Linked DNA regions of Mus musculus: regions 1, 2 and 3 are each linked to region 4. A link is a contact called in public HiCAR-type, HiChIP or PLAC-seq and promoter capture Hi-C data. All regions are on one chromosome and are shown on one strand. The core of a region is the stretch at or near the end of the contact, and the rest is flanking DNA. Distances in the headings are between cores, read along the strand shown. Region 1 holds the start of Phkg2 (phosphorylase kinase, gamma 2 (testis)). Region 2 holds the start of Zfp668 (zinc finger protein 668). Region 3 holds the start of Prss8 (protease, serine 8 (prostasin)). Region 4 holds the start of Atxn2l (ataxin 2-like).

Region 1 (5,332 bases), core at 2,682-5,181, 1.1 Mb before region 4:
GCCCTGAACTCAAGATTACAGTGTGCACCACCACATCGAGCTTCTACATTCTTTCTTCCATACAGAATAGAGCCTTGGACCATTATGCTTACCACATCAGACTCACATCAGGACAAGTACGATGACCTCAAACCCTAGCCTATCACTGCTTCACAATGTCCTGAGGCATGTGGGTACCAAGCGACAAAGTACCACACAGAGCCCACAGAAACTCAGGTAGGTGACTTGAGTTGGATCCAGGATCTGTCCTTCCCCATTTAAGCCCTGAACAAGGCTTTTCACAAGATCCCAGAATTTGCCCTTTGCAGGAAGTGGTAAGAAACCATCTAAGTCTCCATCCAAATCCCAAATCTCCCCTATAACTCTGAGTGTAAGAAAAGCCCAATAAATGTATATATAGTGGATTCAGGGCCTCATGCGTGCTGGGAAGCATTCTACCATTAAGCTATATTCCCAACCTCTAGTCATTCCTCATTGTTAATAAACTTCATTGGGAATCTTCTAATTTCAGGAAGTACAAAGGCTCAAGTCATGTAGATCGGACTAAATGCTGCCCCCACCGATCCTGTCTGCTCCCCGCCCTCCTCAGGCATCCCAGACACCTTTTACTTTAAGGGTGCTTACTCTTGAGTAATTAAGCCTTTCTAATAAGATTCTACATCATTTCAAAGGGGAATGCAAGTCTTAAGACTCAATCTTTTTTCTGCTGACAGACTGCAGTGCTGTGTTCTCTGCGATCTCCTTAAAGGTCAGCCTTGGGCTGGGAGAATGGCTTGGGGGTGGTGGCTGCTGAGCATGGGTTAACAGACAAAATATAGGACTGGGCTACAGCTCAATGGTAGGGTGCTTGATTAGCATGTAAATCTCTGAGCTTAAACCCAGTCCTCAACAGAGGCAAGTGTGTAACACTCAGAAGGCTGAGACAGACGATTTTGAGTACCAGGCCAACCTCGGTTGCACAGAGAGACTCTGTCTCAAAAATACTAGATATTAATAAAAATAAATAAGTGGGCTTACCCAGGGCCCCATCCTTAGCCCTGAACATTTTCCTTCAGTATCTTCTGTACCTCTGCGACTTCAACCTCTAAGCCCAGATATTTCCCTTGTCAGATCCTGTTTTCCTGGACATCTTTCCTTATGGATCATAAAGACATTTTAAATCTATCATGATGACTGTATTTTCTCCCACAACTAACTTCTCTCTGTATTTCCTTTTTTTTTTTTTCCCTTCAGACACACCAGAAGAGGGCATTGTATTGAATCCCATTACAGATGGTTGTGAGCACCATGTGGTTGCCGGGATTTGAACTCAGGACCTCTGGAAGAGCAGTCAGTGCTCTTACCGGCTGAGCCATCTCACCAGCCCCAAATGCTTTCTCTTTTAAGCTGCCTTGGCCATGGTGTTTCTCACAGCAATGGAGCAGATACTGAGGCACAGTGAGTCCCCTGCTGACCTGTGCTGAATTCTAGAGGCTTTAAATATCTACGTGCAATTGTCACTGTACACTGTCTTTGAGCCTTAATTTCTCACCAGAATCCTGGTTCTAAACTGCTTTCATGACATCTCCATGTGGTATCTAAATGTGCCTGGCCAAATCTAATGCCACACGCCTGCCTTTCTCAGGCCTCAGAAGCAGCTCCTGGCAACCTTCTAAAAGGGCATTCTTTCACTTTTCTTACTAGCTCACAGATGGCATCTCCCCACCGTCCTCTGTAGCTCTTCTAAGTGATCAGGAAATGGTGACATGACCCAGGAGCCTCAGCCCCGTCCCTTCTCTACACTGTCCCTGCTTAGTGCCCCTTTCTAAATGTTGACTCCTCCACATTTATGGTTGTTATCCAGACTCAAACCCACTTGAGAGCATTATCCATCCACGGGGTATCTCAAACTTAGTATTTCCAAAATAAAACTCCTGACTAGTTCACTCCATTCCCCAATCTAATCCTTCCTCAAGTCTTCATTTCAGTAAATGGTATTCAGGTGCTCAAATAAAGACCTTAAAAGTCCCCCTGTTTTCCCCTTCCTTATGACCGATATCCCCTCTCCTCTGAAGCCATCACTTGCACCTGCTTGCTTCTCTCCAGCTCTGCAATCGCCACGAGTCCAGGCGTCACCATCACCAGCCCTTCCCTATCTCTACATAAAGGCCAGAAAGAGCTTTTTAAATTTCTAAGTGTTTTAAGTGCCACCACAAGTGTCCTAACACAATTCCCCAACTCACACCAAATGCACAGCAGACTAGAAGGTGGGCTCTGCTTTTACCCTCGTTAACCCAAGCGCAGAGAGTAAGCGCCCTGCTCACAAGCACGCTCCACGTCATGGTACCGCTCTGAAAGCGTCCGCATCATGGCCTAAAGCCCCATTTTCCTCACTTCCTTTCTTGTCTTTCCCCACTCTGTCTATGGTCTAGCCACTGCCTTGAGCCCTGCACTAACTGCCCCCTCTAAATGAGAAGACACCCCCCCCCCCCAGCCTATTCTCACACTTTATGTCTCAGCTCAAGTCCTCGGAGCTGAGAATGTGGCTCTGTAGTAAAGCACTGTCTCTTAGGATGGGGCCCTGAGTTTAATCCCCAGCACCATGAACAACCAAACACCCCTCCCCCAACCCTCCTGTCATTTTCTTAGAAGTCTCCTAAAGCCCCTCCTCTGTGGAGACCCCGTTGATTGAATCCTACTGCCTACTTATTTTTTCCCCTAACGCTCCTTTCGACCTTTATCTTTTTTTCATTATGTAAAGATAGAAACATTTCCAAGACAGAAACTTCCTCAGGGTTCCTGTTCTGTCACTCCCTCACCCGGTGTTCTTGGTGCTTAACACAACATAACCAATACACTATGCTTCTGAAACTAAACCATAAAGCATCTGTGGTGGCGATCACAGTAGCAATCCCTGCTCCCCTCCCCGACAGGGTTTCTCTGTGTAGTCCTGGCTGTCCTTGAACTTCCTCTGTAAACCAGGCTGGTGTCAACTCAACAGAGATTCACCTGCCTCTGCTGGGATCAAAAGCATTCACCACCACCGCCCAGCTCCAAGCATCTTTTCTACAGACCCCTACTTCTCGAACTAGATACCTTTGAAATGCTCACGTGATGGGTATTTTCTACCTTCCCGTTGTCTGGACCACAAACAATTGTTGACAATATAGATGAATAGAGGAAAAAATGCGGGTTAACTCGGAATACTAGCCAAGTCACTAACTGTTTTCCACTGTCCACTTCCTAACTATCCAGTCTTCAGAAGGAAGCCTTATTTCCTGGCTGGGAGCTGACTACACTGGGCCGGTGTATGCTTCAGCTGTGAAGGCTCACCTGCCAATGATGTCCTTAGGGTCGTACTTCTGGTAAAACTCTTTGGCCGCAGCCCAGTCAGGGAGTTCATCCTCCGGCCCCACGTCCAACGTCATTCTGAGGGATGTGGGGGCCTGGGAGGAGGAAACGGAGGGCAGTGAGGGCAAGGAGGCCCACAGGTTCTGAGAGGATGCACATCGTGGCTCCCGGGGGCGCAGCACCTGCGGCTGGGGCGCCAGGGTCCTGGGGGTTGGGGGTGGGGTAGGGGAAGGATCAGGACCGGGGAGACCACAACGAAGGGCCTAGGGGGGAGGGAGGGAAGCAGGGCAGGGAAGAGGATAGGGAAGGGCGGGAGGGGGGAAAGGTGGCTCGGAAGAAGGGGGAAATGGCACAAGTGCGGGCGGCTGTTACCGCGCAAGCGCACTTGGCGTCCACTGGGAGGGGCGCGGGGGTCTCGAGCAGGATGACCCGTGCGAGCGGGGAGGGGGAAGGGAGGGTGGGGGGAGGGGGGTGAGGAGGGAACAGTCTAACCTGCGCAAAGACCCTCAGCTGCTTGGTTTATGTTTGTTCCTTTGCTTTAACCTGTAAGGCTCCCACAGCGACCTAAGGCACCGCCCCCATCATTGCAGCCAATGGCCCCTGCTGTTTGAGAACTAGGGATTAGAAACCCTCCGATTGGAAAATGGCAGTCCAATAGGAAGACGGGATTCCAGGGCGGACAAGGCCGTTGGCGCTAGAAGTCCCCAAAAGGTCTCCACCATGAGGAGGAGCCTGAAAAACAGCCAATCAACATGTAGCACTTGCTTTTCTCTCCTGGTGCTGCTGGTCTGTAAAGAGACACGGAAGTTAGGTTACCGGAAATGTGATGTCTCCGCACTACCTCACCGTGCCCTCGGACAAGGCCCTTTTAGTTTCCTTCTGGAATCCTCATTTATTATAGTAAGAGCCTGTTCCAAAATTCCTTTTTTTGTGGAAACCTGCGTGTAGACAAGTGTGGTCATGCACGCTTAATCCCAGCACTAGGAGGCGAGGCAGGCAGATGGATCTCTTGAGATGGAGGCCAGCATGGTCTACAAAGTGAGTTCCAGGACCGGCAGGGCTGTTTATACAGAGAAACTGTTTTGAGAAACACAACAAAACAAAATGCATATGCAGCTTGGCCGTTTGGTCCTGACTAGAGCTTTCAGGATAGTGTCCATCATCCTGGGGTCACAGACTCCTACCGTCTTGCTCCCAGACCCTCCTGCATTAAGTACACAAGGTTGTTAAGGTCCTGCCTAGAGTAATTCCAAAGCCAGACATATCCTAAAACCAAGGTTCTGGAGTAACAGCAAAGAAAAAAGCAAATCCTCAAGGTTACAGTCCAGCAAAAGAGAAATGATAATTTTTGTTTTTTTAGACGGTGTCTCACTATGTAGCCCTTGTTAGTCAGGGATTCGTTGTGTATCCCAGGCTGGGGTGGAACTCCAAAGATCAGTCAGTTTGAGTGCTGGGATTTAAGGCTCAGGACGCCTAGATTACAGCATGATTTTCTAACAGCTTTTTCTATAAGGAAACCAAGTAATTTAGTGTTTTTGCTTTCTGTCACTGTAGAGCCTTTCCTCATCAAGCTTAACTTTAACAACTTGCAAAAATAGTTTTGAACTTTCCTAAGTAGGTTTGTTGTTGGTACACAGGGGATAATTATTCTGAAATTAGTCAAAATAATGTATTCATATAATTAGGAACCGAAGAGTCTTCCTATGAGAATATGAAATCTGGAACTAGAGGAAGAACTACAGGTAAAATTTGGGCAATGGTGAAAAACAGATTAAAAAATAATTTTATATTTTCCAGTATTGATTTCTAAAAGGACCCCCAAAACAGAAGCTAGTATAAAGTCTAAATGCTGATTTCTCTTGGTTGCAAACAAAGGAACCAGGGATCTTTGGGAAATGACCAAGGACAACAATAATGTGTCAGGAATCACAACCTGAGCCTCCCGATATTCCATTTAACTCACAGACTTTAAGTAGGTGGGGTTTACTGCATGTTCATTATA
Region 2 (5,734 bases), core at 2,643-5,142, 1.4 Mb before region 4:
GGGTCCTCGTCGTTTTCCAGCTTCAGGGTCCAGGCGCCCCCAGGTGGGAGCGTGGCTACTTCCCCTGTACCACTATCTTGCTTCTGCCGCCTTCTGTTCCACTGCCGACTGTGACGCCGTAAATGGCTTTTCATCGCAGCCATGGTATGGAAATGCTTGGCACAGGCCCCACAACTGAAGTCTCCTGTCTGATGGGTCTGCCTATGGTTAATAAGGCTGCCTGAGTGGCGATAGCTCTTGCCACAGTCTTGGCAAGCAAATGTTCTAGTTGGTGACACCGTGCTGTCTGTCCTGCTTTTTTCTCCTTCCCTGTGGGTCACGCTATGATGTTCGAGACTTTTGAGATCTTCAAACAACATTCCACAAATGCTACACACCTGTGGCACTGTCCTATCTGCCATTGAGGGGTTACTGGTGGCCTCTTCTTCACGTTTGCATGCATGTTCCTCATCTCCGTGGAATGCTGCTTCCATTCCCACTGGATCATGTTGTTCTTTCTTGACAGGGCTGGGTGAACCTTCAGTCCCTGGATCTGTACTTCGGCGTGTAGCCTTGCAATGTACCCGCACATGGTTGCGCAGAGCCATAAGGTTGGGGTATTTTCGAGGACAAAGTGAACACTGGTACTCTCCTGTCCGGTGGCTGTGGCGGTGGTTCACCAGGCTCCCTCTGTGGCGGTAAGCCCGACCACACTCATTACACTTATAGGGACGATGGTCCAGGCTGGCAGTGGGGACCTCGTCCACTTTTGGAGTATTCTCGGCTGACGTAAGAGCAGTTGAGGACACTGATGACTGACCACCTTCCCCAGCTCCTTGCCGGGGTCTATGATGAGCACGAATATGGTTTTTCAGAGCAGCTGCATTGAATAGCTGCTTGGAACAAATGGAACAGGGGTAGATACCTGTTTGGTGGCTTTTTCGATGGTTGATGAGACTACCTGCATGACGGTAGGTACGGCCACAGTCTCCACAACAGAAAGGTCGATATTCCTCTGAGCCGCCATCTTCTAGCTGTCCAGAAGAGCTGAGCTCCCCAGAACCATTCAACATCCCTGTTTTAGATAGCTGACCCCAACTCCTCTCATCTGCGTGTCCATTTGTGGTAGGCATCTCTTTGTCTTCCCATGGTTGTTCCTGCTTTAGCCCCTCATGGGACTGCTGATGTTCCAGCAGATCCCTGGGGAGCCGAAAGGCACGGGGGCAGTGAGGACAGTGGTAAGGCCGATACTGGGCATGGAGTCTCGAGTGGTTCTTCAGGGCCATGAGGTTAGAGAACTCCTTGAAACAGATGGAACAAGGGTAGATGCCCAGAGTGTGACTCTGGCGGTGGTTGGTGAGGCTCCCGGCATGCTTATAGGTCTTCCCGCACTCACTGCACCTGTACTTTCGCTCCCCCTCAGTAGGAAGAGGCTCAGTGGGCTCCTGGGCCTCTGTGAAGTTCACTACTGATTCAGCCAAATACTGTTCCAAATTGCTAAGAAGGTTGCTCGCTGGAGTGGGGAGTGGTGATGCTCCTTCGGAACTGACGGCGGGCACCCAGTCCGCCGTACCTCCTTTAGAATCTGGCTGCATTTCTAAGCCTTGTCTTTGTTTGGTAGGTGGATCTTCCCACGTCCCTGACGCTGCCCTGGGGTCAGCTCCAGATTCCCAGTCATGTGTCTCTCGTACCAACTTCGTCTGATTTTCCCAGCCTTCCCCAGATCCAAGCCTCTGACCCCAGGAGTCAGTAGCCATGGTCTCACTCCCAAGGTGTGGAGCGGTTTCCATGGCATGTGGAGGCCCGTGCCTTCGGTGGCTCTCAGGAGCATGAGTCCTCATATGGCTCTGGAGGGCCAAGCGATTAGAAAAATCCTTGCCACAGGTGGTACAGGGGAAAAAAAGAGTCTCATGGTTCCTCTGATGGTTGGCCAAGTTCTCCGGGTGACTGCCATAGGGGTGAGGGATGCCATCGGCTTCCTCCCCGTCCTGCTTAGCAGATGAATGGCGCAGTTCTCGATGCCGTGCCAGTTCTGGGAGGTTAGGAAAGTGGCGCTGACAGTCAGAGCAACTGAATGAGAGGGGCATGTCCTCCATGAGGCAAAGCGGTAGAAAACCCCTGGAGGCTCAGGAGGGACAGACAGGTGGCAGCAGCATTCTCTCTGCAGAAGGGCTGAGGCCTAGAAAGGGGGGACAGTAGTCAGAAGGAAGGATCGAGTCAGTTTTGTTTCTTGGTTACTAAAGCAAGTCGCAAAGAGGTTCCCCAAACATCCATGCCAAGGGACCCGCTCTCTCTTAGGTCTGGAGGTTCAGAAAGCCTCGCTATGCACAAACTCCTAGAAATGTTCCCCCAGGTTTAAGTCATCTCTAGAGCCTGAGAGAAATAAGGAAAATAAAATCTGGAGCCTAGACAGACTGATTTTGTTTTTTAGGTTATATATAATGGATCTTATTGATCTTCAGACTGTGCACTCTATCATTCTGACAACCTAACAAAAATCTATGAGGTGTGTGTTTGTTTTTGTAACAACGAACCAGAACTATTTGCTTTTGAGATATGGTCTCAGCTCACTGTAAAGTTCAAGCTGCTCTGGGATTCCCTCAGTCGCCCAAACTAGTTTCACACTTATGAATTTTCCTACCTCAGACTCCTGAGAGTTGAGATTGAAGGAGACAGCCACGACTGTTGGGCAGGCCTTACACAGACGTGCAACCTTTCTTTCTTCACTCTTCAGCTAAACCGAGTGGTCTGAAAAGAATGGCAGAGCAGCTGCTTTCTTCAGTGGTCACCTATGTGTTGTAGAAGGTAGAGGCCCTCTTAGGGACGAACCTGGCTTCAGTGGTCACCTATGTGTTGTAGAAGGTAGAGGCCCTCTTAGGGATGAACCTGGCCTTTTCAGCATCACACTGTTTCCCTGTTAGGCGTTAGTTTTACTTCCTTTAAGTACATTTAATCCCATTCCATTTCAGGTTGAAAGTTCATTTTATTCTCTGCCTTTTCTATCCCCTACCTACCTTACCTTGCTGTCTCCAACACTTTTCATTCCCTCTTCTACTTTTTCTCTAAATTATGATAGCAACTCAGGCTGGACAGTACCATGGGCCAAGCACTGCTGTTACACAAGTGTATTTGGGGTGGGTGGGTGGCATTTCAGACAGGGTCTTACTATGTAGCCCTCGCTTCCCAAACTGGGACTAGAATCATGCGACACTATGATAAGCTTGTAAGTACATTTACACCACTAAATCCAAAGCCGTGTTACCTCGTTTTTTTACATAAACTCACTTCAAGAGGCAACCTTCATTCCAAAACCAGCAGCAGCTATTCATTTCTGCCACATCATCTGGCCTTTCTCCGGGGCTGACTAGTCTCCTGGGACCCTAGCACAACTATTTCTAATCTCACCAGCTGAGCCTGGTCCCAGAATTCTCACTTCTCAAAACTCCTTCACTCGAGTCCCCTTTTCCTAACCAACCACCATCACATTCCTGTAGAGTCACTCGTCTTTTCTGCCAATTTCTTCTCTAGATCCCTACCTCGCACCAGGAGTGCCTTCTGGTTCCCGCCGCCGGCGCGTCCGTTGGAGGTCGTGAACGGGAGCGCGCCTGCGCACTGGGACCCTTACCCTAACTGCAGCCGCGAGCCATAAGTGGTGGCTGGTGCGAGAGTTCTCGAGCCCATACACACGCACACTCAGCCAGGGTACCCGGGAGTGGTAGCTGAGGGAAAGGTGCGGGAGAGAGGAGGAGGTAGAGGGAGCAGGGACAGCTGGTATGAACCCAGAGTCTAGCCCAGTTCCGCGGACACTTCCTATTGTTACCAGGAACCAGGAAGTGTCCTAGATGCTAATGCTTCCCCGCGAAACTTCCGCCTGGGAACACTTCCTGTCCCTCCCGCGGGCAGTGTTTCCGCACGGACACGCTTCCGGCGCTAGGTTCCGGGTGGGCCCGACTGTTTGTTTTCTTTTTGTTGTTTTGAGACTGGGTCTAACTCTGCAGCCCGGGCCGGCCTCGAGCTCGGAGCAATCCTCCTGCCTCAATTTCCAGAATGCTGGAGCTCCCAGGCAGCGTGAGCCCCCACGCTCCGCTGCGGGCGCAGCTCTGGCTCCGCCCACGCAGGTCGGCGCGGCGTTCGGATGGATTTAAGCCACACTTCCGTCCAGAGCTGCTGAAACCCTTCGCGTGCTTATTCGGGCAGTACGGTCACAGGAAAGACCCTGCAGCCCCGGCTACGGCGCTTTGGTGACACTTTTCACGAGGTTCCATAAAAGCTTCTTCCCAGGGCTGGCGTGGAGGGATCCTCGCTGAGTCCTTTCCTCGCTGTTAGAGGAAATGTGGACTCGACGTGGACGCGGGCACCACAAAGCCCGAGCGCCCTCTCCGCATCGTCCCACCTCCTAGCTCCTGCAGACGCTTCCGGCGACTTGGCGGGTGTCCGCCGTCAATCAGCCCGGCGTGCCAGCCCCTCAGCACCCAGAAACCCTTCGCAAGATACTTCTCTGCTTCCGCAGGCTCGGGGCTGCTTCCCTAAGTTTTTCCTTCCTCCCGAGCAAGGAAGGCGGCCTTCCACTTCCGCCGTCTGCCCGGCGGCCCCTCCCCGCCCTCCCTCCGGGTCCTAGCGCCTGCCCCTCTCCGACTGTCCCGAGCTCCGTCGGCGCCAGGCACCGCCGCCAAAGCTGCGGAGCCTGCGAAAACCGATCCAGGTAGGACACGCCGGCGGGAAGTCGCGGGGGCTCGGGCAGCGGCCCCCGACGCGGTTTGGGGTGCTCCCGGCTTCACGTGTGCTGCCGAGCGGACGGAGTTGACCAGGCGCGAGCATCCCGGGCGGGGCGAGCCGTGAGCGGCCTCGGGCGGGCTGCGGGCCCAGCAGGTCCTAGAACCCGCCCGGTGCCCGCCGGTCAGTGCTTTGGATGCCCAGGCTCAGCGGACGCGACTGCCGGCCCTGCTCGGCGCGGACCCGGGGGTCCTAGAGTCCGCCATGTTCCGGGCTTTTGTCTGAGTGGCGAGGGCCTCGTCGCCGAGTCCTTGGCGGCTGCGCCCCCCCTCCCAGTCCGAGGTTCTGCCCGCCCCTCCCGCGGTCCTAAAGAACGCCATTTTGCAGGTCTTTGTCCTGCTCTGAATCCTCCGTCCATTCATTTCTTCATGCCTTCCTTCTTCATTCATTCTGCCCTGTTCCGCTCGCCGAAGCTACGTTATCCTAGGGTTTAGTCCCAAATGAGTCAGCATACAGCCCCGCTCTGCGGGGGCTGCCTGTCTGGCGAGGACACCCGCACAAACACGGTTGCAGAGAGCGAGGAGCGCTGGGTTTCTGCAGGTCTTGTCCCTCCTCAGAGAGTCTGGTAGGCCCTACTGCCCTGCAAACTCCCGTATGCTGTTCCACTATTCCACTGAAGAAATTGAGTCCCCGAGCGCGATGCATCCCTCATCTTACAGCTCGTTATTATTTTTGTGGGGAATGGAGTATTGGAAGCATGCAAGTATCTTCCCATGGGAGAAGGAAAAGGAGGGACAAAGGGAATTGCATATGGAGGTGGTAAAGTTTGTGAATTGTTGATGGAGCTTTGGTTGCTGACCAGAGTGGACGCTGCTACAGAATCTGAGGGTGGAAAAATGGGATCATGTGAGCTGACTGGTTGTTAGGCCTAGGATATCATTAAACATTCACCACAACACAGTTTCATCAAAAGGCTCAAGGTTTGGGAGGCTTATATGTTGACCTATTTGAGGATTATATCTAGATGCCTCTTTTTTTTTTT
Region 3 (5,789 bases), core at 231-2,730, 1.4 Mb before region 4:
ACAGACGGCCGGCACACGGGCTGCCTTTCTGTGAACTCCTGTGCCCTGTTACTCATGTGTACACACACATGCATGCACCAGCACAAGCAAACTCTGAGGCTGCTGCTCTCCAGCCTGTCTTGAGGCAGGGTTTCATGAACCTGGACCTTGCTGGTTCGCCTAGACTGGCTGGGCAGCAAAGCCCCAGGGTCTGCTGACTCCCACCCAGGACTGTCCTGGGGTTGCAGCTGTGAACCGCCACACTCACACTTTACAGAAAGCCAGGGATCGGAACCTGGGTTTTTATGGGCCTGCACGTGGGAATTGCTTTACCACCGAGCCTTCCCTAGGCCTTTCCCTGAACTCCTACCCTACCTACTTCACAACACCCCGGCTTTGTCTTTATTTATTTATTTATTTATTCTTTTTTTTTTCCAAGACAGGGTTTCTCGGTATAGCCCTGGCTGTCCTGGAACTCACTTTGTAGACCAGGCTGGCCTCGAACTCAGAAATCCCCCTGCCTCTGCCTCCTGAGTGCTGCTGGGATTAAAGGAGTGTGCCACCACATCCGGCTTTTTTTTTTTTTTTTTTTAGAGATTTTTCTCTATGTAGCCTTGGCTATCCTAGAATTTGCTATGTAGACCAGTCTAGCCTCAAACTCACAGACATCTGCCTGCCTGTGCCTCCGTGGGACAAAGCACAACTGGCTTTAAAGACACGTGCCACCACACCTGGCCTAACTTTGCCAGTGTTGTTTGGTTGGCATCTTTCCATGCCCTCTGAGGATTTGGTTCCCAGCGTTGTTCTTCCACGAGCCCTGCAGCTACTGTGCAGTTGAGAGTCCCACTAATTGGGTCTATATCACAGCTCCTAATTTGAAATGATTAATCAATAATTGCCTTTTGTTACTTGATTCGAGTCTGACATCCCCACTTCATCATCATCTTAAGGAGGTCATAGATGGTACAGTCTGCCACTTGTGCCGGGTGCACAGATAGGTACTTAGCAAATACTTACCGGATGATTGTCAATAGCCAGCCGTGCTCAACACCTGCAGGAAGGTGTTTCTACAGAGGGCCTGCCACGAATGGCTTTGGCCTGGGGCATTCCCCCATGCTAGTTTTAGATACCTGGCCTGAGGAGGGATGGGAAGGGCTGAGCAGCGGCTGTGGCCCTACCTTAATAAGGTCTAGACCAGGCCAGGTTGTCGGGGAAGAGGGGACTAGGAGTGGGGGGAGGGGGGGTGATAACTGAGTGACCAATAAGACCTGGGGTACTTGGCTGGCCCTTAGGGTTCCCAGTCCTGCCTGGGACTGCTTTCTGACTGTCCAGGATCAGTTTTCCTGTATCAAAAGCACCCACTGCGAAAGGATCCAGGAAAGGACCACAGAGGCCAGAAGCAGGAAAAAAAAAAGCCTGCTTTCCGAGGAGGAGGAGGAGGGCGTGGCTGAGGGAGGAGCCCACAGGTGGTTGGCTCCTGAAGTGCCTGGAGAGGTCTCTGTTGACCAAATTGTAAGGCAGAACAGGTCCACGCTGGTCACTGCAGAGAGACTAAAGGTGTGTCCCGTCTTCCCCCTGGCCATTTTCTGCCGAGAAGCCTGCTTCACCTTCCCAGCCTAGATCCTGGGATTCCTCACTCTGATCCCACACCTAGATCCTGCCTTCAAAACCAGCCTTCTGGTTCTTCCCTTTCTACCTAGGGGCTCCTTCGGGGGGCCCTTGTCCTAGGCCATGGCCCTAAGGGTGGGCCTGGGACTTGGGCAGCTGGAAGCTGTGACCATTCTGCTCCTTCTCGGATTGCTCCAGTCGGGAATCCGTAAGTATGGATCCGCGGGAGGGAGGGTTGGAGAAGGAGCCCCGGTGAGAGCAGGCTGGTCCCCGTGTAGACTGAATTCGCGAATCTCCGTGTTCCTACCGTCTTCCCCTCTTCTCTTGTTAGTCCCCCAAACAAGGAATCACCCTATGGGGAAGCGGTTGGCGTGAAGGGCTCTGGGGACTCAGGCCTCCCTGCCAACTCCTCTCTCTTTCTTTCCCTCCAGGAGCTGACGGGACTGAAGGTGAGGCTTTCTGCGGGAGTTGGGGGAGTGAGGGCACAGCGGCTCGGTGTCCCCTGGCGGGTTGTAGGAACACTTGTCGCCTAGCTGGGCTTGCACTTAGCCACACTAAGTGTCCCAACAGCTCTGAGTGTATGGAATCTTGGCTCTTGTTTTATGAGGAAACTGAGGTAAAGAGATGCAGTGAGCTGTCCGCGGGCATAATCGAAGCCTGACTCTCAGTGTGGGTAGGGGAGGTGGCTCTGAGAAGATCAGCTCCAGTGTAGACTGGTTTCCGGTCTGAGCATAACTATCTAGTAGCCTTGTCTCCTTATCTTTCAAAGCTCCAGTTTCTTTGCCTTGAAAAGCTGTTCAGTTCTGTTCTTCTAGGGCTGTGAGGAAGACCGGGAGATTGGGAAGTGAAAGCCCCTTGGAGCCTAGATGCGCCTCAGCTGCAGTCTGAGTAGTAGCCATTGTCAGGATTGTGAGGGAATGAAGGAAGAATCTAGCTAGGTGTTTTCTCTGCCTACTGCTAGCTTGGGGGGTGGGGGGAGCGGCTCAGGTCCCCAACCTGAGGAATCCAATTTCCTTGCAATGTTCAATCACACCCCTAGTTCTCCTGTGCTCAGCAGATGGGGAGAGGGTGGAAACAGGTGTGTCTCTAGGTAACGCTCAGGTTGGTGCAGTTGGAACAGTCATAGGCATGAGAACAGGTGTCAGCCAGCCTGGACTCTGTGGAGAGGGCCCTGGAAGCTGAGAGCGACACCTGTGACCTAGCCGGCTGATCCAAACATGCCATGGAGGGGCTGTGCCCGGATGGCTCTCTAGCCTAGTGGAGAAAGGCTGGAAAGGCATTCAGAATAGAGTGACTGGTCTTAAAGGTCCAGTGGTAAGGAGTGAGTGGCCCAGTGGCTGTGACAGGAAGCGGGGCTGTGTGATAGTCAGAGGATAGTGGCATATGTACCTGCAATTTATTTTTTTTTAATTCTTTAAAATTAAGTGCCGGGCAGTGGTGGCGCATGCCTTTAATCCCAGCACTCGGGAGGCAGAGGCAGGCGGATTTCTGAGTTTGAGGCCACTTGGCCTACAAAGTGAGTTCCAGGACAGCCAGGGCTACACAGAGAAACCCTGTCTGGGGAAAAAAAATTAAGTGTTTTGCCCTGTGTGTCACATGAATGCCTGATGCCTCTGGAAGTCAGAAGAAGGTATCAGATCTCCACCCATTAGAGTTAGGGGCAGTTGTAAGCTGTCATGTGGAGAGGTTGCAAGAGGCCTTAGCTCTCCTGTCCTTGGGATGTATCTTAAGGTCAATATGGAGCCATGGAAGAGTTCTGCAAGGCTGACGTGGCCAGACTCGTGGTTTGTGTACTCAGACTTAAGGGGCAGACTGGGTAGAAAGCAAGGCTTAAGAGGAAGGGGCTGCTGTGACACTTGAATAAGGCCTCCTGGGGCACTGAACTCACAGCTGCCCAGCCCAGGGTTGGGGAGGGAGCCGAGTATGAGTGCACTTCCCAGGCTCTGAAAGAGTCTCAGGGTGGCAGGGCTAAGTTCTGCTGTGGGGGCCATAGAAGGGCCTGACCTTCCCTCCCTTCCCCCTTCCCCTGGGCAGCCTCCTGTGGTGCCGTCATCCAGCCACGCATCACCGGTGGTGGCAGTGCAAAGCCCGGTCAGTGGCCCTGGCAGGTCAGCATCACCTACGATGGCAACCATGTTTGTGGCGGGTCGCTCGTGTCAAATAAATGGGTGGTGTCTGCTGCTCACTGCTTCCCCAGGTACCAACTCAGTGGAGGGGCAGAGCGGGAGTCAAACGTGGGTTGGAAACAGGGTTTGGGTGACAAGGGCCTGAAATCTCAGTACTTGGGAGGTAGAGGCAGGACCAGGAGTTCAAAGTCATCCATAGCTACTACATCGTAAATTTAAGGCCAGCCTGGAATACATTAGACTCCGTCTCAAAAGAAACAAGTATGTCATGGGTCAGTCCAGATCATAGGCTGGACTAGTTCCTGGTGTGGGCTTGGGAGTATCAGTGTTCTTAGGCCACACAAAGAGGTCATGCTTTTGATCCTAGCACTTGGTAGGCAGAGGCAGGTTGAGCTCTGTGAGTTCAAGCCCAGCCTGATTGGTATAGAGAGTTCCAGGCCAAGATACATAGTGAGATCCTGTTTCAAAAAGAAGGAGAAAAGAAGCAGCCAATCTGAGGTAGAAGCGAAGGGTGAGGGGCCCTTGAGGTCTGAGGGAGGACAACATAAAGAACCGGGTCAGGGACAGAAGAGGTCCCTCAGCTCCTACTCTTTGCCTCTCTGCCTGCAGAGAACACAGCAGGGAAGCGTATGAGGTGAAGCTGGGGGCCCACCAGCTAGACTCCTACAGCAATGACACTGTGGTCCACACAGTGGCTCAGATCATCACCCACTCAAGCTACCGAGAAGAGGGCTCCCAGGGGGACATCGCGCTCATCCGCCTCAGCAGTCCTGTCACCTTCTCCCGCTACATCAGACCCATCTGCCTCCCTGCAGCCAATGCCTCCTTTCCCAACGGCCTTCACTGTACTGTCACGGGATGGGGTCATGTGGCTCCTTCAGGTGAGGTGGGGCACTGGGTGCCAAAGGTCAAGGAAGGGAGGCCGACTGAGATTGGGGACCGTGAGTAAGCACATTTTGTCCTCACAGTGAGCCTCCAGACCCCTAGGCCTCTGCAGCAGCTCGAGGTACCACTCATCAGCCGGGAAACCTGTAGCTGCCTGTACAACATTAATGCGGTGCCTGAAGAACCGCACACTATCCAGCAGGACATGCTGTGTGCTGGCTATGTGAAGGGAGGCAAGGATGCCTGCCAGGTAACAGAGGGGACAAGTGCACCCTGAGAGCTGGAGGGCTGAGTGGAGCTGGCATGGGTGACTATTGGCCTGAGGTCTGTCCTGACAGCTTTTTTTCTCCTTAGGGTGACTCTGGGGGCCCACTCTCTTGTCCCATGGAGGGCATCTGGTACTTGGCAGGCATTGTGAGTTGGGGTGATGCCTGTGGTGCCCCCAACAGGCCTGGAGTATACACTCTGACTTCTACCTATGCTTCCTGGATCCACCACCATGTGGCAGAGCTCCAGCCTCGAGTTGTCCCCCAGACTCAGGAGTCCCAGCCGGATGGCCACCTCTGCAACCATCATCCTGTCTTCAGCTCAGCGGCAGCCCCGAAATTGTTAAGGCCCGTACTTTTCCTGCCACTTGGTCTGACCCTGGGCCTCTTGTCTTTGGCTTGAACATTAAGCTATTTAACCCTCAAAGTTGACCATGCTTCCAGGACCACAGCACACCCAAGGACATGTGCCTGTCCGGGAGGGCAGCATGCCGACTTGATCTTTGAGCCCACTCGTCTGCATTTGTTCTTTGGGATTATATAATCTAGGGCCAAGAAGTTTACTGCCTGTGGAGCGGGCAGGAACTCTAGCCACCTTTCTCTGTTACCTGCAGCTGATTGGCAAGGCTCCTATGGAGCTCCCAGAAGCCTCAGCTAGGAAAATGAGCCCTCACTTCAGCCTGTATCTAGCACGTGGGGCAGCTGCCTAGCTGACTGCTGCACAAGGCTGACTCTGGGCTCTACCCACCCTGCCTGATGAGCCCTTCACTTTGTCCTCTTCCTGCCTCCTGGGCTCTGCCTTAATCTCCTGGACTCCGGAGGACTGAGCCCCCACCGGAGCTGGCTGGGGCTTGGGTCAGGGTGAGGAATAAAAGGAGCGAGGAATCAATGTTTTTAACACAGCTGGCTGTCTGTGAGATGAAAT
Region 4 (5,172 bases), core at 399-2,898:
GCTGGAGAGATGGCTCAGTTCCAGAGGACTTGGCTTTGATTCTCAGCAACACAATTGCATGGCTTCTTATCACTGTTAACTCCAGTCCCTGGGACCGGATACCTGCTTCTGGCCTTCAAGACCAACACACATACACACACACACACACTCTACACCAACATACCTGCAAGGCAAACCACCCACACATACATTTTTATTTTGTACACTGCTACCAAATGACCTATTTATCTTTCCCCTGCTCCTATACTTTTTAGGAAGTGTATGCCGACTCTCACCTGACCCACTGGCCTCAGACTAAATATTTGAGGATGACTTTAAATTAATTCCATTTTTCCGCTTATGATGGGTTATTAATCTGAAGTGTAGATTTGGACTCATCTGTACTGCTATATTCAATTTCTTAGTGTCTACCCAATCCTAGATTTAATTTTTGGATTATGTTATCAATAAAGGGATTTTAGGTTAACATTCCATGACAAAGTCTGGCTGTGCTGATTTATGTCTGAATCATAGCACTCAGAAGGCAGACAGATCTCTGTGAGTTTTAAGACCACCATGGTATACACAAGGAGTTAAAAGCCAGCTACAGCTATAGAGTGAGGATTTCAGGCTCCAATCAAGCTCCATTTTTTCGTATGTCCTGTCAGATCCATTTCGTCTGTATAGAAATCCATTTTCCTGCCCTCTGTGTTTTACCAAGTACCTTTGCTCAAATTATATAAATCTTCCACTAGCTTGAGCTTTGAGTGGCTTAGTTACCCAAAGCATGGACTTTTCCATCAACTTTTCCTTTTGAAACAGGGTCTGCCCAGCTGACCTGATATTTATTATACAATGCAGGATAGCCTCAAACTTTTGATCCTCCTACCTTCCCTTCCTAGTACTGGAATTAAAGTTCTGAAGCACCATAGCTGCCCTAATTTTGAATGAGGGCTGCCTTAATAGGCAAGCACTATACCACGGTTTTCTAACCGTGTCTTGCTATGCAGCTGGATTCTGTAATATACTCTTAGTCAGTCTGGCTTTCAGACGGCTTGTATTGCTACTGTTCAGGGGGTCGCTCTCCCTGAAAGAATCACTGAATTTCAATTTAGAATTGGGCACATTTGTTGGGATGCACATATGCTCAGAATAGTCATTCTGACGCTCATTAATATTTTAAAGCAGTTAAGATGGAGAGCAGCACCTTTAAAAACCCACCTGCCTTAAGTTACCTGTACTAGGTTTTTCCAGTCCTAGGGATTTTTTTTTTTCTCTTGCTCCCGAGACTCCGCCCACCGGTCACCCAGTGGCGGAAGAACCTCACGCTACGACGTGACACCTCACACCACCGCGGAGACTTTCTGACGTTACGCTGGCGGCGTGGGAGGGGCGGGTCCGCCGGCACTTCCCCTTCCCGGCTTTGGCCCCGCCCACCCTCGTTGTGAAGCAACCGCGGCCGCCAGCATTTAAGGTGGCTCAGAACCTAGAGGTGCGCTAAGCGCCTGCGCGGCTCCTTTTCCGCCCCAGGGGCTAGGCCGGTCGGAGCCACGGCTCGAGCCTCTCCTCTGTTCCGGAACTAACCGCCTGGCGGCGCTCCCCGCGCCCCTCCCCCGCCGGCGCTTCCGCCCGCGCTCCTCCCTCTCCTTCTCCAGCGACGCGCACGCGCGCCAGGCCGGCTCGCGCCCTCTCGCTGTCCACCGGCCCGCGAGATCCCCCCTCCCCTTCCGCCTCGCGGCGCTTCCTCGCGCCGCCGTCTTCTCGATCCACCCCTGACACCGCGGGGCTCCCCCCGCCCGCCAACGGCGGGTCCCCTGCTTGGCGATCTCTTTCGCTTCCCGCGCTCTCCAGCAGGGGCCCGGCCCCAGGCCCTCTTTCCCTTCCCTCTTATTTCTCTTCCGGACGCTGCCATCATGTTGAAGCCTCAGCCGCCACAACAGACCTCCCAACCCCAGCAGCCGCCCCCCACGCAACAGGCCGTGGCTCGCCGGTCTCCCGGCGGGACCAGCCCTCCCAACGGCGGCCTCCCGGGACCGCTGACCGCCACCGCGGCTCCCCCGGGGCCTCCCGCAGCGGTCTCTCCGTGCCTGGGGCCTGCAGCCGCTGCCGGCAGCGGACTTCGCCGCGGAGCCGAAAGCATCTTAGCGGCGTCAGCGCCGCCGCAGCATCAAGAAAGGCCAGGGGCAGTGGCTATCGGCAGCGTCAGGTGAGGACGGGGCTTCCTGGCTAGGGAGAGCCCGGGAGGCAGCGCCCCGGCTTGGAGCTGTTGAGGGGGCTCTTGGGGGCCCAGGACCCCGTGAAGGAGGGGGTGGACCCTCGTGCCAACAGGTCGGAGAGAAAGCTCTCCGGGAGGTCTCCAGGAGCCTGGGGGCAGCGCTCGGCTCTCTGGGCCTAGTCACCTCTTGGGGGTCTGGGCCCTGAGGGGAGGCGGGGCGCATCCCGCCAGCTCCGTCGGCAAAGGGTGTTGGGGGGGTTGAGGAGGTGATGGGGTCCCTAGCTCCATTACCACGAAGGATCTCGCGGTCCCCGGCTTCAGCCAATGGGGAGTCAGCTGCATGAAGGGGTCCCCGACTGTAGCCAATGGGGGGGGGGCGCGCGGCCCACAGTTTGGCCAATGGGGAGGGAGGGACTTGGGAGCGGATTGTTCCCTCCTCTTCCCGGTGTAGCCAGTGAGAGGGGGACGGGGTGGGCGGGGGCGCGGAAGCAGCGGCTACTGGGAAGACTGCGGGCTGGGAAGCTCCTGCGCGCGCGCTCCCCGGGCGTACGTGCGCGCGGATGCTGTCTTATGACTCGGGCATTGGCTTGCCCCGGTAACACGTAGAGCAGAGGCGGAGGAGGGAGGGGTTATTTGGAGGGTTTAGGGGCGTTTGGTGTCGGTGAGTGGGGAGTGGGTGCCCTCGGTTTTTCTCGGTGTGTCAATGCGATAGAAAGAGGCACTGGACGCAGGCGCAGTGGCTTCTGTTCTAGAGCGGGTGGTGGAGCGCGATGGGCTGTAGTGCGCAGGCGCAGACCGGGCGAGGCATCCCGGTGGATGGTTTTTGCGGCTGCGCGGTCCCCCAGCCCAGCCAACGGCCCCCTCCTCGCCCTCCTCAACTGCCGGTTACATCAGCCGTCGAGGAGCTGTGTTACCTGGCGTTTGGGGATCCCTTCAGAGTGGGTAACAGGCTGAATGAAAATAATGAGGGCGAAAGGGTGGGGTGTGGAGAATATACTTCTCCTGGGATTTGGAATCCAAGGCTCCTGAAAGCTTTTTTTCCTTTGGGAGGTAATGTGTCTAAGCTCAGAGGTGCTGCGTTTGGGATGCCCGGGCTTTCGCCTTCACAGCTGAAGTGTGCTGTTGGTTTAATACTATAGCAGTGGTTTATCGGAAGAGTGAAGGACTGTCCCTTAGAGGAAGTCAGGTTGTATTGCACTGACTGTTAGGAACATTTGACAGCTATTGTTTATTGAATATTTTGTTGACTTTTTTAAAATCTTGAATTCGGAGAAAATGTTTTAGCAGTTAATGCCTACTTTCTTCTTTAATGTGAGAACTTGAAAAGTCTTGCTTGTTAATCAGTCTATAGCCTAAATCAGCAAGTTGACCTGGTACATTGGTCTAGGGTTCACTACTAATTAAAACTATTTCTCTCTTTCTTTTTTAATAGGGGACAGACCACCGGAAAGGGACCCCCACAGTCACCCGTGAGTGCCTTCTTTTCCTCCTGTAAAGACACTCGGAAGACAGACAGTGTGGGACAATCTGAGAAGAGAGTATTCACCTGCTGCCCTTTACTTTTTTCTCGTGTGACAGGTGTTTGAAGGTGTCTATAACAATTCCAGGATGCTGCATTTCCTGACAGCTGTAGTGGTAAGTAACAGCTTTAACCTGGGTGTCTGAGGAATATGCTGTTTCAGTTTCTTAAAATGACTAAATGGTTCACCTTGCTAGGGTTCTACTTGTGACGTAAAGGTGAAAAATGGCACCACTTACGAGGGCATTTTCAAGACTCTGAGCTCAAAGGTCAGTGTACTCAAATTAGGAATTTCTGAAGCTGTGAAGGAGAGTGAGATTGAGAGTGTGTGTTGGGTGACAGCGGGCAGTTTTGAGGCTTTTGCTAAGTTCTCTGGTTGACATTGGGAAATACAGAGTGACATGGGCATTTGACGTTGAAAGACTAGAAAGCTTTAAGAGCGAATCCATCTTCTCCCTCTGATACTGACCCTGCCATGTTGGACTGGGGCTTTTGTAGTTTGAACTGGCAGTTGACGCGGTGCATCGGAAAGCATCTGAGCCAGCAGGTGGGCCTCGCCGGGAAGACATTGTGGACACCATGGTGTTTAAACCAAGCGACGTTCTGCTTGTCCACTTCCGAAATGTTGACTTCAATTATGCTACTAAAGGTATCGCTCTGAACTGTTGTGTCAAGAAGCTGACGAGAGCTAGCCCGCAGGTTGAACACGTTGACTTGATTTACTTTTCAGTAGAGGTGACTTGAGTTCTTGAGCACATAGCTTGATGCCTGATAGAGTCGAGTGAATGTGTCTAGCGGTGTAGGTACTCCTTTTTTCATGTTTTCAAGTTTAGCTTTTAGATTAGATTGGGGCTTTGTTTTTCTGTTGAGGAAGGAAGGGTCTTTGTATATATGGCTAGCCTCCTTAGACTGGCAGAGATCAAATTGCCTCTGCTTCTGAGTGCTCGCATTACCAGCATTCACCACCCCATCTAGATAGACCTGTTTCAATAGTTCTCCCTGCTCCCATAAACTAAATCTGGTGTTTCTTAGTTTCATTTTGTTAAACTGCATGGGGTGGGGAGTAAGGATGAGAAGTGGGCCCATCACCTGACTCTGTTGCTCCCCTCTGCCAACAGATAAGTTCACTGACTCAGCCATTGCCATGAACTCTAAGGTGAATGGAGAACACAAAGAGAAGGTGCTTCAACGTTGGGAGGGCGGTGACAGCAACAGTGACGACTACGATCTGGAATCCGATATGGTATGTTCTCCCTTCCTGAGAACAGGCGGGCTGAGTTGTGGTCAACATGGGTTGCTGATGTGGACGTTCATTATTTTCTGTTGGGCTATGTTTGTTCACTTTTGTTTTGAGGTTGTTCTTGGTCAGTTTTCCCATCCTCTGCATTGAAAACCATTAAAGTTTCTCCGTGGCAGCACTTGTAATTGTAGTAAAAAGTATAAGGTGGGCATAGTATAA

What was found. HiCAR-type assays count read pairs that join an accessible place to other places. HiChIP or PLAC-seq counts read pairs in DNA pulled down with a chosen protein or histone mark. Capture Hi-C pulls out chosen DNA fragments and counts their contacts.
Region 1: a contact with region 4 is called in a HiCAR-type map of astrocytes, with 4 times the contacts expected there. The contact joins the promoter of Phkg2 here to the promoter of Atxn2l in region 4. A contact is called at or near these places in 5 of 39 promoter capture datasets (the C10 cell line, cranial neural crest, liver and 2 more), 2 of 115 datasets of contacts at active chromatin or transcription factors (astrocytes and embryonic forebrain) and 3 of 9 other capture datasets (adipose tissue, liver and pancreatic islet).
Region 2: a contact with region 4 is called in a promoter capture Hi-C map of liver, with 5 times the contacts expected there. The contact joins the promoter of Zfp668 here to the promoter of Atxn2l in region 4. A contact is called at or near these places in 4 of 39 promoter capture datasets (the C10 cell line, liver and pre-B cells), 2 of 484 Hi-C or Micro-C datasets (B cells and CD4 T cells), 1 of 115 datasets of contacts at active chromatin or transcription factors (astrocytes) and 3 of 9 other capture datasets (adipose tissue, liver and macrophages).
Region 3: a contact with region 4 is called in an H3K4me3 HiChIP or PLAC-seq map of forebrain, with 5 times the contacts expected there. The contact joins the promoter of Prss8 here to the promoter of Atxn2l in region 4. A contact is called at or near these places in 3 of 39 promoter capture datasets (liver, neutrophils and pre-B cells), 2 of 115 datasets of contacts at active chromatin or transcription factors (forebrain and microglia) and 1 of 9 other capture datasets (liver).

The regions. Positions count from the first base shown.
Region 1 is chr7:127,571,947-127,577,278 of GRCm38.p6, reverse strand. It overlaps Phkg2 (phosphorylase kinase, gamma 2 (testis)), which reads right to left and starts at 3,931. Exons shown (of 10, transcript NM_026888.3): 1 at 3,823-3,931; 2 at 3,313-3,425. The coding sequence starts at 3,407.
Region 2 is chr7:127,874,994-127,880,727 of GRCm38.p6, reverse strand. Zfp668 (zinc finger protein 668) reads left to right here and starts at 3,892. Exons shown (of 3, transcript NM_146259.4): 1 at 3,892-4,681. Zfp646 (zinc finger protein 646) reads right to left here and starts at 3,027. Exons shown (of 3, transcript NM_172749.4): 1 at 2,621-3,027; 2 at 1-2,158. The coding sequence starts at 2,075.
Region 3 is chr7:127,925,804-127,931,592 of GRCm38.p6, reverse strand. Prss8 (protease, serine 8 (prostasin)) reads left to right here and starts at 1,480. Exons shown (of 6, transcript NM_133351.3): 1 at 1,480-1,795; 2 at 2,019-2,036; 3 at 3,622-3,784; 4 at 4,323-4,594; 5 at 4,682-4,848; 6 at 4,953-5,789. The coding sequence starts at 1,711. The coding sequence ends at 5,267. Kat8 (K(lysine) acetyltransferase 8) reads right to left here. Exons shown (of 11, transcript NM_026370.2): 11 at 5,755-5,789.
Region 4 is chr7:126,499,913-126,505,084 of GRCm38.p6, reverse strand. It overlaps Atxn2l (ataxin 2-like), which reads left to right and starts at 1,648. Exons shown (of 22, transcript NM_001361487.1): 1 at 1,648-2,185; 2 at 3,627-3,663; 3 at 3,773-3,829; 4 at 3,911-3,982; 5 at 4,212-4,362; 6 at 4,832-4,956. The coding sequence starts at 1,893. 4930456A14Rik (a long non-coding RNA gene) reads right to left here and starts at 2,651. Exons shown (of 3, transcript XR_869939.3): 1 at 2,486-2,651.